Linked DNA regions of Sus scrofa: region 2 is linked to region 1. Evidence: chromatin contacts called from public HiChIP or PLAC-seq data. All regions are on one chromosome and are shown on one strand. Each heading gives the region's core, a stretch centred on a gene start, on an enhancer-like site or on the middle of the called end of the contact. The rest is flanking DNA. Distances are from core to core; before and after follow the strand shown.

Evidence for each region. HiChIP or PLAC-seq counts read pairs in DNA pulled down with a chosen protein or histone mark.
Region 2: an H3K27ac HiChIP or PLAC-seq map of alveolar macrophages shows a contact between it and region 1. The contact joins the promoter of SEC24C here to the promoter of MSS51 in region 1. A contact is called at or near these places in 3 of 5 promoter capture datasets (fetal liver, fetal skeletal muscle and liver), 3 of 47 Hi-C or Micro-C datasets (liver, psoas muscle and skeletal muscle) and 2 of 2 datasets of contacts at active chromatin or transcription factors (alveolar macrophages and skeletal muscle).

The regions. Positions count from the first base shown.
Region 1 is chr14:76,244,127-76,249,578 of Sscrofa11.1, forward strand. It overlaps MSS51 (putative protein MSS51 homolog, mitochondrial), which reads right to left and starts at 3,288. Exons shown (of 7, transcript XM_013983344.2): 1 at 3,152-3,288. PPP3CB (serine/threonine-protein phosphatase 2B catalytic subunit beta isoform) reads right to left here. Exons shown (of 23, transcript XM_021072583.1): 15 at 4,467-5,452; 16 at 3,444-3,546; 17 at 3,152-3,309.
Region 2 is chr14:76,471,216-76,476,667 of Sscrofa11.1, forward strand. SEC24C (protein transport protein Sec24C) reads left to right here and starts at 2,491. Exons shown (of 24, transcript XM_013983347.2): 1 at 2,491-2,626; 2 at 4,607-4,806. The coding sequence starts at 4,635.

The DNA.
Region 1 (5,452 bases), core at 2,038-4,537:
AGTGAAACTAAGGTACTAATAAGAGATCAGAAGAAGAAAGTTTCTTCAATTGGTGAGCTCTAACAGCTTTATGAAGCAGGTAGCAGTTGAGATAGACCATGAAATATGTCAATACTTAGAATACACAAAGACAGGGAAAAAGGAATTCTAAGCACAAAGAAGAATGTGAGCATACAAATGTACAGACAGGAATATTCTGGGAACTAGTGAAACAGAAGGGTTTGGGTTTGATTGTTAGGTCTAAAGACCTAAGGGTAAAAGATAAAACTACTAAAGTCTTAGAAGAACACAGGGGAAAAGCTTCATGATATTGGATTTGACAATTTCTTGAATATGACATCAAAAGCACAAGCAACAAAAGAAAAAAACAGATAAATTGGGACTACATTAAAATTTTTAAACTTTAGTTCATCAAAGGACAGAATGAAATGGCAACCCATAGAATGGGAAAAAATATTTGTAAGTCATTATTTCTGATAAGAGATGTCCTGAATATGTGAAGAACTCCTAAAATTCAACAAAAATAAAAAGCTCAATTTAAAAATGGGCAAGACTTGAACAGACCTTTCTCCAAAGGAAATTCACAAATTGCTAATAAGTACATGACCTCAACATTACTAATCAAATGCCAATCTAAACCACTAATCACCACTTCACTCCCATTAAGACGGCTATTTTCAAAAAACTAGAAAAGAACAAGTGTTGGTGAGACCGCAGAAAAACTGGAACTTTCATGCACTGATGGTAGAAATATAAAATGGTGAAGCTGCTATGCAAAATAATATGGCAGTTCCCTGAAAAGTTAAATATAGAGGCACCACATGACCTAGCAATTTCAATTAGGTGTATACCCAAAATAACTGAAAAGAGGTACTCAAACAAAATGCTTATATACAAACGTTCATAGCAGCACTATTCACAAAAGCCACAAGGTAGAAATAAACCAAAGGTCACCAAAAGATTAATAAACAAATTTGGCTATAAAAGAGGTGAAGTACTGACACCTGCTGCAATGTGGATGAACGTCAAAAACACAAGCCAGATATCAAAGGACGCAATAATATAATTCCCTTCATATGAAATACCAAAAACAGGTAAATCCAGGGACGGAAAGCAGATCCGTGATTGCCAAAGGTGGGGTTGAAGGGGGAAAGAGGGGAAGCTGCTTAATGGTTATGTGTTTATTTGCGGGAAGTGATGAAAATGTTTTGGAACTAGACATAGGTGGTGGTTGCACAACAATGTGAATATACTAAATGCCATTTAAACACTCACTTTAAAAGTATTAATTTTATGTGAATTTCACATTAAAAAAAGAGAGAGGTAAAAAATTATTCCCAGATAAACTGCCTCCAGAGACAGGGAATGACAGGATAAAAATGTTGACAGAGGTTGGTTTTACCATGAATGAAGTAACTATTAACGTTCAAATCAGGGATTGTGTCTTGGTACAAAAATGGTCTGACATTTAATCCTTTGGACCAGATCTGTTAGGAAAAAACTTAAGAATCATCATTCGGCTGAGATGTAGGTGACAATAATCAAATAAAATCCCTCCCCAACTCATCCAGCTACTATCCATTATCATACAACATGGCTCTTGCAAACCACTGTCCTCAGGTTAAGGGGGGAAGTAATTTGATCTTCCTTTGTCTTTCTTTCTCATCTTTTCATTCCACTCCTATATTCTCTCCCCTCATCCCACAGATGAAGGACAGGTTTAAAGTCCACAGAACAGAGATAACTAAACTCATCTGCATATATTCCCAGCAATAAAGAAGAAACTAGACCTATACATAGTACATTATTTTAGGATTTAAGGATCATATCTCTTTAGCAAAGGGTGGATGGAACTCTCTTCACATCTCAGGGTTGCATTTCCAAAAACTGACTTCTTTCCTCTACTTTTTTTTTTTTTTTTTTTTTGGTCGCACCCACGGCCTATGAAAGTTCCCCAGGCCAGGGACAGAATCTGAGCTACAGCTACGCAATGCAGATCTTAAACCTGCTGTGCCACAGTGGGAACTCCTCTTACCTCTACTTTTAACCACCAAACATCCTCATCACATTCCCAGAATCACGGCGATTCTAGAAGAAGCATTTTTCTGCTTGCTCTATCTACCCAACTCCCTCAAACAAGACACCACCTTCTTACACTTTGAAAGTTCTTTTGTTTATAGATACAGAGGAAAAGTATCTTTGAGATAACTCACGAGTCTTAAATCCTAGGATTAATGATAAATATCTTCCTGATATTCAACCAAAGGCCTTTTTACTGCAATAAAAGCCAATTAAGACCAGAAAGTTACTTATCTGCTTCTCCAAAGAGAGGTCTTCCTCCAACAGAAGATAAACTTCAATAGAGGAATGACTGAACTGGCTCTAAGTCAAGGGATCACACATCTTGGGGAGGCATGGTATTGGTGAAATCCCTGATATCAGAGTTATCCTCTGTGCCTAAGTAGGCTCATGATACAAATGAACTAGTTTTCTGGCAGGAAGATAAAAAGGTGGGAATGAGAAGCCAGGTCTTTCCATTTCTGTCTGTATACAAATTCAGGCTCATGGCTGAGTTGCGTACTCAGGCTCTCCAGTTCTAACTTTCCTCCAGAGAGGCACAAGACCCTCCAAGCTGGGAGAGGGAAAGGTCTGAACTGAAACGAAGACAGTAACTTGGGCTCTAATTTATTTCCAGTATATAAGAGAAAGAACACCAATACCAAGGACTGGAAAGGAGAGGAGACGTGAACTGAATGGCCTACAAAACCTCTTACCTTCCATCACCTAATTCCCTAAAATATTAGCCTATTCCCACACCTAGGATGGGAGGTCTCCCATCTCTGGGCCTCCTTACCACCAAAAGTCTCAAATTTCACCTATATCCGTCATCTTCTCACCATCTCCAAACCAGGGAGGTTCATCTAATTTTCTCTAATCAGCAAACAAAAAATGTCTTTCGGGAATTAGGGAAGAGAAGGGTGAATAAGCCAGTCATTGGAGTTGGGAAAAAGAAAAGGAGAAATACATTAGGAACATTGCTATTATGACAACATTCAGCTGCTTAATCAGTGATTAACACTCCTTGGGGTGATAAATGCTTTACTCAACTATAAACTAAGCAAGCAGAGGAGCTGATGGAAAAGTAACTTACCCTGCTAAGCCCTCAGCTTCCTTCCTTCTCTCTTTCTTCCAAGTGAAATAAATGCTTGATCTCTTCAAATCTAGCTTGTGGCTAACTTGCAGCTGTCCCTTCATATCACTTTCCTTCGCAAACTGCTGAAATGCTGGGTCTCCGTGATAAGGTGTGCCCTGCCAAGCAAACAACACTGAATTCACCCTAATGAGGAAAGTAAGAACCTGGCCCCCTGCCCAAGGACTTCTCTCTTTCTGACCTTCCTTCTTTGCCAAGAAGGCTCAGAACTTGTCAACACTCCCAAACTCACCAGAGGCCAGGCAGACTGAGGAAAGACGAAACCGACTGCTTCTTGGATTTCTCTCACTAAGGCAGCATTTCTGCTCTCAGTCCATTAACGTCAGGAAAAAACCCTTGGGATTAGTTCAGAAGTCAATATTTGATTAGAAAGGGTTAAGCACTAGCCCAGAGAAACAGGAACGCTTGGAGGTCTAGATGTCATTCTCAACTCAGGATTAGTTCTCCCAAGCCAAAAGTCCTTTTTAGCGAAACAAACTAATTCAACAACTCACAATGACCAGTGCAGGCTTAAGTACAAATGTAATACTCAGAAAAGGACAATAGAAACGGTCATTTCAGAGTTCCCACTGTGGCTCAGCAAGTTAAGAACCCGACGTAGTGTCCACGAGGATGCAGGTTCAATCCCTAGCCTCACCCAGTGGGTAAAGGATCTGGCATTGCTGCAAGCTGCTGCATAGGTCACAGATACAGCTCGGATCCAGCACTTCTGTGACCAGAAGGTGTGGGCCACTAGGTGTGGCTGTGATTCAACCCCTAATCTGGGAACTTTCATATGCCATAGGTTGGCCCTAAAAAGAAAAAAAAAAAAAAAAAAAAAAAAAGGAGAAGAAACAGTCATTTCATGGTGCAGAAGGAAATCAATTAATAGACGAAACATCCAGAAGTAATTTGTAAAATTCAATTTCCCTGAAAGGAGAACAAGGTACTTTCTGGGTAAATATCATCAGGGGCATTCCACCAATTTATTTTAAAAGAGGTATAAAATTTTCTGGAATATGAAAGTAAGCAAGACCAAAATGTTAATGACTAAAAATGCACATTATTTCTAGGAACAGAAAACAAAAAAAGAATCAACTCAAACATCTCATTCCTTCCTGTCATGGATGCTAATCCAGGGAATTTAATTCCACATTCCTAGCTCCTTTTCCCTTGGAGCTATCAAACTCCAGAATTTAGCAGAAGTTAGTGAAGTGGTCCTATATAAATGTAAGATCTGATTCTGTTTACATCCAGCCCCAGCTATGTCACTTACCTGCCTCTGTGAACATCATCAAACTGGGGAAGAGAACCACTTGCAATGAGGTCCTGGACTGTGACAAGTAAATCTATATATGAAAAGATGCAGAGAATGGACTCCAAAGGAATCTCAAACTGTCGAAAGCATAAACTATAGGCAGGGAAAGTGGAAGAAAAGTATTAAGTATGCAACAAAACATTACATAACATTACGTAGATCAGCTGTGGACAAGGGAAGATCAGTCATAATATGCAAAAGTCCTGAATAAAATAGGGGCAATTCAATTTAATCAACAAATTTAACAAGCAGAACATTTAAAGGTTATGAGGTCTGTTAAAAACGGCTGAACTGCAAAAGGTAAAGGAAGTCAGAGAATGCCTTTTCTTAGTCAGATGTGTCATCTTTGAATGCAAAGGGAGATGATACATAGAAAAAAATTTATATTGAATAGTAACATACATTTTACCATCATTACTACCTGGTCTGGTAGACATTTAAATTTACAATTTAGAAAGATCTGAACTTTTCACAATTTGCATTCATCATGAGTTACATTTCTTAAAAAAAACTTTAAAAATACTTTTATGGTTTGTTGTGAAACTATTGAGAAGACAGACTGGAAAGAGGTTCCTATTCAACAAGTAGGAAGGGATCTGTGAGGCACTTGGTGATGATTCAACCACTCTTATGTATACTTCCTTGAGTTCCATTACTTCTTATTTTCTCCTTTTTAATTTTTACCATTAACCTATAATTCCTCTAGTTTGCTAATGATGCTTTATGTTTACCCATGATTCCCATAAATACTACATAACCCTACTGATGGACCTAAGGGCTAACAAAGTTCCTGGTACCTGATACCTCAGTTAAGCTTTTAACTTAGAGATGCAGAGTTTTTATAAACCAATAACATCCAGAAGACTCTTTAAGGTAAAAAAGTACATAGTAACTTTATTTATTTATTTTTTCTTTTTGCCATTTCTTGGGCTGCTTCCTCAGCA
Region 2 (5,452 bases), core at 1,241-3,740, 230 kb after region 1:
CTGGTGTTGCTGTGGCTGGGGTGTAGGCCAGCAACTACAGCTCCAATTCAACCCCTGGACTGGGAACATCCCTATGTCACAGTGTGGCCCTAAAAAGACCAAAAAGGAGTTCCCATCGTGGCTCAGTGGCTAGTGAATCTGTCTAGGAACCATGAGGTTGCGGGTTTGATCCCTGGCCTTGCTCAGTGGGTTAAGGATCTGGCGTTGCCGTGAGCTGTGGTGTAGGTTGCAGATGTGGCTCAGAACCCGTGTTGCTGTGGCTCTGGCGTAGGCCGGTGGCTACAGCTCCGATTGGACCCCTAGCCTGGGAAACCTCCATATGCCACGGGATAGGCCCTAGAAAAGACAAAAAAAAAAAAAAAAAAGATACATTCACCCAAAGCAGCACTATTTACAATAGCCAAGACATGGAAGCAACCTAAAAGTCTATCAACAGATGAATGGATGAAGATGGATGTATCTATAGCTATATAGATAGATATCACTTGACCATAAAAAAGAATGAATAATGCATTTGCAGTAGCATGGATGGACCTAGAGATTGTCATATTAATTGAAGTCAGATAAAGAAAGACAAATATGGAGTTCCTGTCGGGGCACAGCAGAAACGAATCTGACTAGGAACCCCGAGGTTTCAGGTTTGATCCCTGGCCTCGCTCAGTGGGTTAAGGATCTGGTGTTGCCGTGAGCTGTGGTGTAGGTCACAGAGGCAGCTCAGATCTGATGTTGCTGTGCTGTGGTGTAGGCCAGCAGCTACAGCTCCCATTAGACCCCTAGCCTAGGAACCTCCAAATGCTGTGGGGGCAGCCCTAAAAAGACAAAAAAGAAAAAAAAAAAGACAAATATATGATGTCACTTATATATGGAATCTTAAAAAAAATGATACAAATGATACAAAACAGACATAGACTCATGGATATAGAAAACAAACTTAGGGTTACCAAAGGATAGAGCAGGAGGGTCCCAGAAGAGATAAACTAGGAATTTGGGATTAGGATATACACACCATCATGTATAAGATAGGTAAACAAGGACCTACTGTATAGCACTGGGAACCATACTCAATATCCTGTAATAATCCATAATGAAAAATAATCTGAAAAAGAATATATATGTGTGCGTGTGTGTGTGTGTGTAACTGAATCACTTTGCTATACACCTGAAACTCACAGTAAATTAAATACTGTTAAAAAAAGAAATACAGTGAGTTCCTGTTGTGGTGCAGCGGAAACAAATCCGACTAGGAACCATGAGGTTGCAGGTTCAATCCCTGGCCTCGCTCAGTGGGTTAAGGATCTGGTGTTGCTGTGAACTCTGATGTAGGTCACAGACGTGGCTCAGATGTGGTGTTGCTATGGCTCTGGCATAGGCTGGCAGCTGCAGCTCCGATTGGACCCCTAGCCTGGGAACCTCCATATGACAAGGGTGAGGCCCTAAAAAGACAAAAGAGAAAAAATAAAAAAATACAAAAAATGATAAATGAATATATTATAATGCAAAAAGTCATAAAATTGATTTAATGGATGCTATGAAGTAGAAAAATGCTCCTGAATTTTTATTATCTAAAAATAAACATCAATATTTGTACTAAAATAATTACTATTATTAAAAATGAAAAAAATTATTGAAAGGATTAAATGAGGTTATGTATATTTTTTAAATTACCACAAATACCAGCTACAATTATTGTTACTCACTAAATGGGTAATAATAATTACCCAATAGGCTGGGGGTGTTCTGAGAGTAGAGATCATCAGGCTTTAGCAGAGCTCTGCATCTAAACCAAGGCACTAAATAAAAATGGTTAACTAGGAGTTCCCTGGTGGCTCAGCAGGTTAAGGATCCAGCCTTTTCACTGCTGTGGTAAGAGGTTCAAACCCTGTTCTGCCAACTTCCACATGCCACTGGCCCGACCAAAAAAAAGAAAAAAAAAAAAAGTAAGAAGCACTTACTATGTTGTCAGGCACTCTATGTGACCTAATTCCGTCCTCTCCACAAGCTATTAGAAGGGCATTCATATTTTCTCCATTTTACAGATTAAAGAAACCGAGGCTGAGATTAAGTCACCCAAGTTAGAGAACTGAAGAGCCACAACTTCAACACATGAAGCCCAAAAGAAGAATTAGTGTCCTTTTATATTATACATTCCGTTCCGCAAAACTCAGGACCAGCAAAGGTCATGGGTGAGAACATCGAAGACGGAAATCAATGGGGCCAGGGGTCAGCAGGAAGTCGCTACAGGACTCTAAATCTAGCGGTCTCTGTCATAGCGGAACTGGAGGAGCGTTACTAAAGATAGTTGACCTAGCTTTCTCAATCGCATCTCAGCTGATGGGACCTTAAGTTACCAGGACTCTGGGGTGGGTGGCGGTGGGGGTTGGGGTGGAGCGAAAATGCATAGGAACCAGCGAAGCGTCCCAGGTGACGGCCATAATGGGAGGGGAAAATGGCGCGTGCGCGGCATCCGGGTTCCTCAGCGCGCTCCTACCGCAGACGTGGCAGAAGGAGTGGCCCTGGAACGTGGGGGTGGAACTTCCGGGGGCGAAGGGCCGGCTTCCTCGGAACCGGAAGTGGAGCCTGGGAGCCTTGACGTTAGGAACGAAGTCGAACCTGGATCTGGAGCCGGGTGAGGAGTGGCTTCGGGAGGTTGGTGGGTAGAAAGCAGAAGAGAGGCCGGGGTATCACTGGCCAGATTGGGGTCCGGTCTCAGAAGAATGGGAGGAGCCCGGGGCGGGGCCCAGGGAGAGACCCTCACCTCAGGCATCCACAGTCCAGGATCAGTCCTAGACCCTCCCTTCTCCCCTCTTGGCCCAGATTCCGGCTCCCGCTTCCTGCCCTGAGCCTGCTGAAGGGCGAGAGACCCTTGATCTACTGCTTAGTGGACCAGCCCTCTCTCTCATCGTGGCCTGAGAAGCTGGCTTGGCTTCTCGGGTTTGAGCCCCGACGCTCCCAGCCTCCACAGTTCGACTACTTTAAGAGTTCTAGGAAGCTTGCCCCGCCCCCTGGGTTGTCACCCTTGACTGTCCACTCAGAGACTTGAGCCTTACTTCAAACTCTTGGGTGTATTTGAAAGGGTTATTTCCTCGAAAAGAAGCTCCTTTTCTGCCATCCCCACTCCCACACTGACTTTAGGAGGATAAAGGTGAAGAGGACGTCTGTCAAGCTTCATGTGGTGCTCTGTGCTAGGTTTAGTATTTGGAAGAACAGCTCCCGAGATGGCGTTGAATTTAAAGAGTTCTAGTCCAGAAGCAGCTCAGTTTTTCTGTGGTCAAAATGGCCCTTCCTAGCAAAGGGGAGAGGCCCATTGTTCCATTGCAGAAACTGAACTTTTTTGCTTCCTGGGCCCCTTCTGTCTATAGGATATTTGGAATGATCAGGCTATGTAGAGTAGTAGATATGATCAGAGAGTCTTCTTCTTGAAAGGACCCTGGAAAGGCTCTCCAGTTCATTCCTCTTTTGCTGGAAAAGATTGTGATAATTTCGGTGGTGGCCTAGATTCATGACATATAAGGAGAGCACAAACTGGAGAGTTGGAGAAGTGCATTGAGATTTGAAATACTCATAGTCCCTCTGCTAGAAGGATAAGGTGAATGATCTTTTTCCGTGAAATGTAACTTTGCCACTGATCTTTGAACTGTTTCCCTGGGTTGTTGTGAGATGTTTTGTGCCAGGCCTGCACTTAATTCTAATCTGGTAACTTGCTAGAGTTTTCAACTGTTCTTTACATTTATTGATTTTTAATGCTTCAGTTCTAAGGTCCATACACTCTTGGTGGGAATACTGGGGATGGAGAAGCACTTGATTTACTGCAGTTTAACCAAAAAATGTCTTTTCTCTAGCCGGTTACTCTAAAATTTGCCTTCTGAGGGGGAGGGAATTTTGCCGATCTGTTTTAGCTATGAAGTCTGAGTGATTAAAAATGACTAGCACACTAGAAGGTATTCATTTTTGTGGAATGAATGGATGCTAGAGTTAATGAATGGAAAGTGGGAACATTGTTTCAGTTACCTGTAATATCACAGCAGTTCATCAGTGGTATGACTAGACACTAGAAATCGTACCACGAGGAATGGAGGCTGCTGCTCCATTCTAGTGGGCCTATCTGAAGTTGAAATTTATACCCTCTTGGCAATGACAAAGCATGGGGTTGAGAGTAACAAAATCCTTACTTTGAGGAGGCAATCTTACCTACTGTCTGAGGCAGAAAATTACAAAGATCCTTTGGTAGTGTGGAAATGATTAGGCCGATCACTGCTTGATAAGCTCCATCCTTTTCTGTCTCTGATTCCTACTGTGAATAGTGCTCTCTCTTTAGAAAGTTGATTCTGGGGAGTTCCCATTGTGGTGCAGCAGAAATGAATTCAACTATATCCACGAGGACGTGGGCTCAATCCCTGGTCTTGCTCAGTGGGTTAGAGATCCGGCATTGCTGTAAGCTGTGGTGTAGGTTGCAGACACAGCTCAGATCCTGTGTTGCTGTGGCTGTGCAGCTGCAGCTCTGATTTGACCCCTAGCCTGGGAACTTCCATATGCCATGGGTGCAGCCTTAAAAAAAAAGCAAGAAAGTTGATTTTGACTAATTTCTCTCTTCTCTTTCATCTAATAGGTGAGACCAAGTTGGGGATGCTCTCATAATGAACGTTAACCAGTCAGCTCCACCTGTGCCGCCATTCGGGCAGCCCCAGCCTGTCTACCCAGGGTATCATCAATCCAGCTATGGTGGACAACAAGGATCCCCAGCTGCCCCCACTCCCTATGGAGCCTACAATGGTCCAGTACCAGGCTATCAGCAAGCCCCTCCCCCAGGTATTTTTCCAAGCTTCCCTTGAGCTAAGGAGCGGAATTAGTGGTCTTCAGGTTGGGTTGTATTATCCTACCTAAGCTGCCTAGAGGGTTGTGGTGATTGGGCATTGAGGAACATGAATCTGGTTCTTGGACACTGAGAGCCCTGTGGACAGTCTTCCTTTCTTTGTTTTTTTTTTTTTTTTTTTTTTTTTTTTTTTGTTTTTTGGTCTTTTTGTTGTTGTTGTTGTTGTTGTTGCTATTTCTTGGGCCGCTCCCGCGGCATATGGAGGTTCCCAGGCTAGGGGTCCAGTCAGAGCTCTAGCCACTGGCCTACACCATAGTCACAGCAATGCCAGATCCAAACTGTGTCTGCTACCTACACCACAGCTCACGGCAATGCTGGGATCCTTAACCCAGTGAGTGAGGCCAGAGATGGAACCCATGTCCTCATGGATGCTAGTTAGGTTCGTTAATCGCTGAGCCATGACAGGAACTCCGGGGTTTTTTAGAAAATGGTTAAGAGTAGATCTTTGGTTAGGCTAGCTGAGAACTTAGGGTATGACAAATGCTTTATGCTTTTTGAGAGAGTAAATTCCATAAAGGGATATGGGAAAAAGGAGGCACCGGTAAGATCTGGGAAATGAATGAAGTTATTACCATTTAAATT